2 separate regions of the Gossypium hirsutum genome follow, and region 1 is linked to region 2. The links are chromatin contacts, called in public Hi-C maps. All regions are on one chromosome and are shown on one strand. The core of a region is the stretch at or near the end of the contact, and the rest is flanking DNA. Distances in the headings are between cores, read along the strand shown.

Region 1 (4,557 bases), core at 1,386-3,885, 180 kb before region 2:
GCCTTGATTTCAGAGTGAATAAATGTTCTCCACTGCTTTCAATCATTTGTTCAAGTCCAGAAAATCAGCTTATTCAATGGCTTATGAGAGTGATGGTGGGTCGTGGGGTTAATGGTTTTCTATTATTACGGAGATGGTGAATTTAAAAGCTTTTCTGGGTGTTTCTGTTTGTAATAATCCATCAAGATGATGGTGATTGAATTTTGTTCTTCGCTTCTGGATTTTGCAGTAAATACTTAAACATGAGCCGTCCTCAGGAACCACATCGCCCATTCTTCCATTTTGGAAATCCTTTACCAAAGGGTTCTCAGTTGTCTCCAAATCTGCTTTCTTTAATGAACGCATTTGAGGTCAACTTGTCAAAGAGGCTGCAAAAACTTGTGCCAAAAGACAAGGATGACATCCTAAGCTTGTCATGGATGAAACTAGCGACGGAGTCACTGAGATTCACCGTGACATAAACAACCTGATAGCTGATCTGGAAATCCCTTTGACTGATTGGGATGACAAGTGGTTAGATGTCTACCTGGACATAAGTGTGAAGTTGCTTGATATTAGTCTTGCTTTTACCTCCGAGATTAGAAGGCTCAACCAAAGCCATCTCTTACTTCAGCGTGTCTTGCATAAGTTGGAATCTCACTCCCCAGAGCGGTTCATGCAGGCCTGTTCCTCGCTTGATAGCTGGAGACAGCATATAGGCACAAAAAATCCTAGACTTGAAACTTGTCACCCAATCCTGCACAGTCTTGTGGAATCCTTAAACTTGCCCAAGGTTAAGAACTCTGCTAAAGGAAAGGTTTTGGTGCGTGCAATGTATGGAGCTAAGGTGGCTATTGTATATATCTGTAGCGTCTTTGCTGCAGCTTTATCTGGTTCTGCCCCAAATTTGTTAGATTTTTCTGTTCTTAGTACACTACCATGGGCATCGGTATTTTTCGATGTGCAAACTACAGTGAATTCAGAGGTTAGAAAAATGTTTTCTTGCGGAAAATTTACAGGTCTAAGAGAACTGGATGCCGTTGATGCATGTGTCAAGACATTGTATCCTTTGCTCCAAGATGGGTTCGGTTCTAATGAAGGGGAGTGGTTCCAGAATTCAGTATGGGATTTGAGAAGGACCGCAGAGGAACTATCACAAGGGCTGGATAATCTTTTAAAGGCAGTAGCTGGTTATTTCAAAATAGTTTCGACTGGGGGTTATGCTTTGCTTTGTAATCTAAGAACAAGCGTTGGTGTCCCAAATTCAATGCTAGGAAGAAAAGTAGAAGAGCAAGCTCTGAGATGAATCATGAATGTATTCAAGTTGAAGCTAATCTTGTCTTATACAGATGGTTTAGGTTGAGACCTTATGTTATCTCAGAAGTAGACTTGCATAACCTTTACCTTGTTCGGGTTATGGCGGTACATGTCTTGTGAGTTGTAAGGTGTGTTACAATACTGAGTTTAACTTGTTTATACAATTACCATGCCTGCATTATCTCCATTACTGAACCATAATAGTAGGAAACTGGTCTTAACAACCACAGAGAGCTGTTTTGTGATTAATTTGTTTACATGGTGAGTAATAAGAACTCCATCTCTTCTTACATATGCATTTTTTACATTTCTTGAATTGCCATCTGCATAGTCAGTAAGTCCTTGGTATTTCAAAATTTATTAGATTTGTTGAAAGTTGAAACTGACAAATGATGTTTGTTAGCGATCGGACACTCATTTTGTTCAATATTATTTTTCGATTGAGGATTTTGTTTCTCATTTTTGTCAAGAGCTCAAACGCTTAAAAAGATGTCGATTTCATAGAACGGGAACATCCAATGGAGTGCCTGAATAAGTGAACTTTGACTAAACTTATGTCCTATAACATATAGGCATTTGAAGGTGAGCATCCTATCACTTGGGCTAACAATGTTGGATCTAGAAAATATTGTGGCTATGGCAGGTGAACCGAGAAGATATTTTTTGTGGTTAATCATGACCCGATGCGTAATAGAAATTGCCTAGTTGGTTATTGTCTTAATGCAACGGGTAGATGCCATTTGCCTCGAGTTAAAAGATTCGGAGTCCGAATGACATTCGATCCACTCTTCATAAATGCTGAGAAATTGCATCTTTCGATTACTAAGCATGTTAGGATTCATGGTCATCTATTTAGAACCCAACATCTGCTCAAAAAGTGAAAGTGTTTAGATAAAAGTGTTTAGATAAAAATATAGATATGAAAAATGGGTTTAGACAAAAAAAAGAAATTCGTTTTCTAAATGGGCCAAGTCTCAGGTAAGATTATTTGCCTGGCCTCGACTCGATTTGTTTAATTTTTTATTTCTGCTATTATTTTACTACCATTTCTCTATTATATTGCTAATAAGTTATTATTATTGTTTGAATATTGTATAACTCTTGTTCTATTGTTAATTTTGTTACAATTATATTAGTATTGTTCAGTATAAAGACTTTTGTTTAAATATATTTTTCATTTGTAGGAAACATTTATTTCAATATTTTTAGTCTGTTTGGTATATTATATTTTTTAAATTTATTTTTATATAAAAAATTTAATATAGGCTAACTAAATCAAGTTTAGGTTTAATATTTTTTATTTGAACCGAATTTAGATAAAATTTTAAATCCATTATTGGGAAAGAAAATTAACTTAAAATTTGATATAAGTTTGTGCTGGTGTATTACTAAATATGTAAAAAGGGAAGTTTGACTATTGATTTGCAAGACTTGAACAAATATTTGTCTGACTATGATTCTGATGAGCTTGATAATAGTTTTGACTTTGAAACACAATGCAAATTGGATCTTAAAGATTCATCTAAATTAGAATTCAGGGTAATCTCCAAATGTCTGTAAGATCAGAATTCAACAGTACATTGGCAGTTCTGGGATTCAATTAGCTTCACATGCCTGCAACTGTTAGTGGCGCCGCCATCACGTGTCCATCTTCCGGATTAAACGGTGGGACTGGACCCAGTGCAATAGTTGTCTTCGAATTAGACTTTGAATTATATCAATTTTTATTTATTTATTTTGTTATTAATTTATAGAAAAGACCAGATTATTTTTGAATTAAAAAGCTACCATTTAAGTTAAAGAATAATTTTTTAAATAAAATAAAATGAAAATGATAAATTAAGAAATAAGTATAAGATTAAAATGTGAGAGATGAAAGAAGTGGAGAATGTGCCTGCAGCCGCAAATGGAAAATATCTTCTTCATCTAGTTTCTAACATAAATCTCAGTTCTTCTTGATTGGTTAAGCTTAACCAACAGTACGGACAGGAGAATAACAATAACTTTGACTACATGAAACAGAAAAGTCATCCTTTTTTTCCAGAAACGACTTCCGACAGGCAATTTCTTTGAACTGTAAACCCTTTTTCCCTGGAAAAAGCCATCAGGATAGAAAAATAAAGCCAAGTTTTATAAAAGAAAAGAACAAAACAAGTGGGAATCTTCACGGAACTCTCGAGCTTTTCTAGTTCAAAAGGTTCACACTCATCTTCCAATATATATATATAAAGAAAGAGTTCATACCTACCCACGCGCTCTCCCAAATTGTAACCCTCATTTCTTCACTTTTTCCTGTCTCTGAATTTCAGCTGTTATTAACATTACACCAGAAAAATCTTTCTTTCAATTCGGGTTCTGAGTTGGGTTCGGGTTATATCCAGGAAACATGTCAATGGGGTCAGGGGATCAAAGCATCAAAGGTATACCAACTCATGGTGGACGCTATGTTCAGTACAACGTTTATGGTAACCTCTTCGAAGTTCCCTCAAAATATGTTCCTCCTCTTCGCCCCATCGGCCGAGGTGCTTATGGTATTGTCTGGTAAGTTTTTTTCCGCTTTTTACTCCCTTTATTTTTTTTTCGAATTTTGTTTCCCTTAAAACTCCCTGTTTTGATTGATTTCCAGTTTTGGTTTGTCCCAATCACGATGTTCTACATGACAGTTTTTTAGTTTCTTTTTTGTGGGATTTTAGTAAATATTAAGGCTTGTATTTGTAGATTGATAATTTTTTTTTCCTTTTTCATGGTGAATTTTGATGATTGACAGGATTGAGAGTGACACTTTTAGTGTGGCTCTCATTTAGCATATCTTTAGCTGAATTTTGCAGTGTAATTGCTTTTAAAGGAAATTAAGGTTGCCAATTTTAGGGTCTAATTGAAGTGAATGGCTCCGGGCCGAACTTCCTGGTTGAGGATATTGAACGAAAGTGACCATTCTGTTTATTAGGCTCACCGGTGTATTTATTATGTTATTCATGATGTGAAGCTGAGATATGATTTGCTCCCCCATTTCTGTTAGTGCTGCTGTGAATTCAGAGACACAGGAGGAGGTTGCTATCAAGAAAATCGGTAATGCATTTGACAACCGGATCGATGCCAAAAGGACATTGCGAGAGATCAAGCTTCTTCGTCACATGGATCACGAGAATGTAAGTTCCTGCTAGCTCGACACTCTGCATTTTCACCTCTTTGATGGATGTTTCGATAATGTTGTTTAGATCAATAGACCCCCTAGTTGTTAGGCTCCTTGCATGCTTCAGG
Region 2 (3,988 bases), core at 1,048-3,547:
TAACGATGTATATAACCTTATTCGATTTTGTCTCATTTCGTCATATCGCATTGCATTGCCAATTTGAATCAAACCATTCTTTCTATTCAACATTTATATTTGCTAATACATAACTCATATTTGAACTAATTCATGAACCCCACTAATACAGTAATTTGGCACCCAGTGCCTCATTAGTATGTCCTAAACTAAACAAATTGCGCTCAGCACTCATCGATTCATCCGAAGCAATAATCATGCTCAGCACTCTTCGGAACGTCTGATGGTTAATGCGCCCAACGCTCATCAACCTATAGTTGAAGTAATCCGTATCGGGACGTTCGACGTAAGCAATTCGCACCCAATGCTCATCGACTCAGTCGAAGTAATACTTGTGAAAAGCCACGGTCGGGATGTTCGAAGAAAAATGTGCCTAGTGCTCATCGACTTATAGTTGAAATAATCCATTTTCACTCGATTCTATAAGATGCCATTTATTCTCAACTTTGCCCAACAATTACTACGACAACTAGTAATCTAATTTTGTTCTAAATTCAGCATCTATTCTATTGATCTCAACAACATCAATTCTTCAATCAAACACCATTTCATACAAAATATGACATGATTCGTCTCATGTTCGAGCCAATTTCGCAGTTCCATTAAATTATACTATTTCTAGTTTCATTTAGATTAACCTTCTGTCACAATAATTAATCTCAATATCTTATTTCTAATCAAATACTCATGCATAACTTCCTTTGTTATGCCAATATACCTCATAGTGTAAATAAATGAGAAAAAAAAAGCTAAGTTATAGAAATACAAATCGAAAATTTCGAGCTATTCGTCAGTGGCTTTAGCTTTTTCCTTTGCTCTTGAGGAATCCAGGTCATCGGCAGCTACGAATTAACATAAACACATAACACCATCAATAGTCAACCCAATTCACAATCAATTGTTATCTCAAACAAACTTTAAATTTCATTTAATTTAGTCCTTACAACTGAAACAAGCATAACTTTCAATTCTAAGCACCGATTTATAATCCGACTTCATTTCCTTCTATTTTAGACCCTTTATTATCGATTTCTAACAAAATTTCACGACAGCTCTATCTGCTATCCATTTAAGTTCTCAAATATAAAAGCTAACATCTAAATTAATAATTTAGTCCTTTTTCATATTTACACTCAAAACTTACCGATTAAACATAAAACCCTAGAGAATTTATTAATGACAACTCTTTAAAACATTATTAGTTTTATACATTGAAACACAAGCCAACTAAATTAAGCTCCTACGGCCACAAAAATGTAAAAATTAGAAGAAAAAAGACCTAATTATACTAACCAATTTAGTTGTCAAAGTCTAAAGCCCTAAAACCCAATTTATTCTCTATTTATTTTCTTTCTTTTGCGCGTGGAAGGCTTCTCCTTCCGCTTAACTAATTTATAATAATAATAATAATAATAATAATATCACAGCCCACCCTCACGTTTCTTAACCATATATATTCGACATGTTTTATTGCCATTTTAGGTTTTTGGACTATTAGCAATTTTAATCCCTTTAACTATTTTCTAATTAAAATCTATAACGATTTGTTTTATAATTTTATCTTTGGACTAGATTAAATATTTAAATTAACCAAATTATTTATCCTCAATTCAATTTATCAATAAATTAACTCTGTAAATATTTTTATTAATTATTTATGTACTCAATTCACTAAAACTAGACCTCAAACTGTAATTTTCGATATTGCTATTTCGGGTTGTTACAAAATTGAATCCATCTCACCCCTAATTCAATAAACATACTATAGAGGTTCATGTACTAAGAACCAGATTGCAATTTATCCCCTCTACTAAAAAAATAAGTAAATTAATTGTTGTACGTTAGATTAAAGAGCAAATTACTCATTCTGTTAAAAAAATATCCGTTTCTACTATTAAAAATTGATAATTATATGTCAATATGAAATATACGTTGCCATGTATCATTATCTAATTATTCTATCAATGCTAGTTTTTAATGATATAAATGAATAAAATTTTTAATAGAAAAAAATTACTTTTACCCTTAATTCTAGTGCACGAAAAATAATTTTTTTTATTAAAAACTATCAACAGTATCAGGGAAGAGCAAAAAAGCCTATTTGGGTTTATGAAAAAAAATTTGGATCCGGTTAAATTGCTCCAGAATCCGGGCCCAACCAAACAAGATACCGTCTCGTTACTTTTCACCCTTTTCAGTTTCCCGCCATCGTCCACAGCTCCTAGCTATTTAAGCAACATCGTTTCATCCCTTGGATGCTTTTCACTCGTAACTAGCTCCTCTTTCTCTTTTTATCGATAATTCGAAATCCAACGATCTCACTGTTCTTTTTTTATGGTATAAATGAAGTTGAAGATCAACAAAGCTTGCGATCTCGGCTCCATCTCCGTTTTTCCTCCTCATACAAGGTTTCTCCTCACCTTTATGATTCTCTTTGTTTCCCAAGAAAATGCATACAAACATAAATTAATTAAACTGTTTACTTCGTGAAGGTTTGATATTATTAGGAAATTATAATAATCTATCTTAATCGAGCTTTTTTACGGTTTTCTCTTACTATAGGGAAGAGAAGAGGTGATAAATCTCTTGTTCGTTTCTGTTAATTTTCTTAGATTTTGGAAGGAGGTCAATCCTCTTTCGAGTCTTCAAACTTCAAAGACACGTTTGACTCCGATTTCATATTTTTCAAACTTTCTTTTTGGAAAATAAGAATTACTTGTGGAAATTTTATTTTGCAAAGAAAATCATGTTTAGATAATTTCAAAATTAGCATCAACTGAGAACTAAGAATTGAATTTTTCAATTTGATTTGCATTGTTTGGTTTAATGTATCTGAAAGGAGATCGAGCCTGCCACCGAGTGTGCCTCAATCATCACAGCTTAGATCACAGCCATCACAACAATCATTCTCACAGGGGATTTCATCTCAGCATGCCTTATTTTCTCAGATCTCACAAAGCTCACTCGATGAAATCGTGACAACTGATCAGGTTGAATTATTCTCATCTCCTTTTTTCTTTTTGTTTTCCAGCATTCAAGTTTGTATATAAATCACCGTATCTTTTTTCTAATGAGAAAAATTGCTTTCTGTACTTCATCTTTGCAGAGATTTGGTTCCCAAGAACGAGAGAATACTGCCAGCAAGTTTTCTTGCTTGGCTCCAACCAACTTCACAAGAGAAGATAGTCAAGTGCCGATTTCTAGATCTTCCACCAACTTAATACGCAAATGGAATTCTGTTTCTGCTCCAGAGCATAGATGTAAGATTACTATTTAGTTATTTACTACGTTTAACATGACCAGTTTTATGATCTTACCTTTGAGTAGCTTAATTAAGCTTTTGAACTACATTTTTGGTATATTACAGCTATAGACGGATGCTGAACCTTTTATTTACTTGAACAGGTCAAACTTCTGAAGAACTTGAACACCGGCTTTCAGTGATTGAAACTTCATTGAACAGATTTGGGATGATCTTGGATTCGGTTCAAAGTGATGTAATGCAGGTGAACAAAGGAACAAAAGAAGTCTTGCTGGAAAGTGAGTCATTCAGTTCCTCAAGGTTACAAAATCCGGAGAGATGATAACTTGTTGCGCAATGGCTACACCTGTTAATAACTTGTTTGTCTGCATAAGAATGTTATAGACCTGTCATTCTAGGGCATGGTTCCATAATTTTAATACATAATGTCCAAGAATTGGACTTAAAATCAACTGGTTTTAGGTGGAGAGCCTACTTTAATATAAAACCACACAAAATGCAATTATATACATGAGGACAACCTTGCTTAGGGTTAGGCAAAAACAACATAGTACCATGTGCCCAATCTTAATGCAAGATCATAGACAACCCAATACTTAAAAGATGTGGGATGATACTATTTAACACTTATAATTGACATTTAAAAAAAAACCCCGCTTTTTCATTGTTAAAACAAAGTTTCTTACA

What was found. Hi-C and Micro-C count contacts between places; a contact is called where the count stands out from the background.
Region 1: a Hi-C map of leaf shows a contact between it and region 2, with 2.2 times the contacts expected there. The contact joins the promoter of LOC107940395 here to the promoter of LOC107934303 in region 2. A contact is called at or near these places in 2 of 34 Hi-C or Micro-C datasets (both in leaf).

Annotation. Positions count from the first base shown.
Region 1 is chrA08:104,687,630-104,692,186 of Gossypium_hirsutum_v2.1, reverse strand. It overlaps LOC107940395 (mitogen-activated protein kinase homolog MMK2), which reads left to right and starts at 2,635. Exons shown (of 6, transcript XM_041074293.1): 1 at 2,635-3,837; 2 at 4,316-4,445. The coding sequence starts at 3,683. It also overlaps the pseudogene LOC107940392.
Region 2 is chrA08:104,510,487-104,514,474 of Gossypium_hirsutum_v2.1, reverse strand. LOC107934303 (putative recombination initiation defects 3) reads left to right here and starts at 2,297. Exons shown (of 11, transcript XM_041074755.1): 1 at 2,297-2,447; 2 at 2,879-3,029; 3 at 3,146-3,299; 4 at 3,445-3,579. The coding sequence starts at 2,383.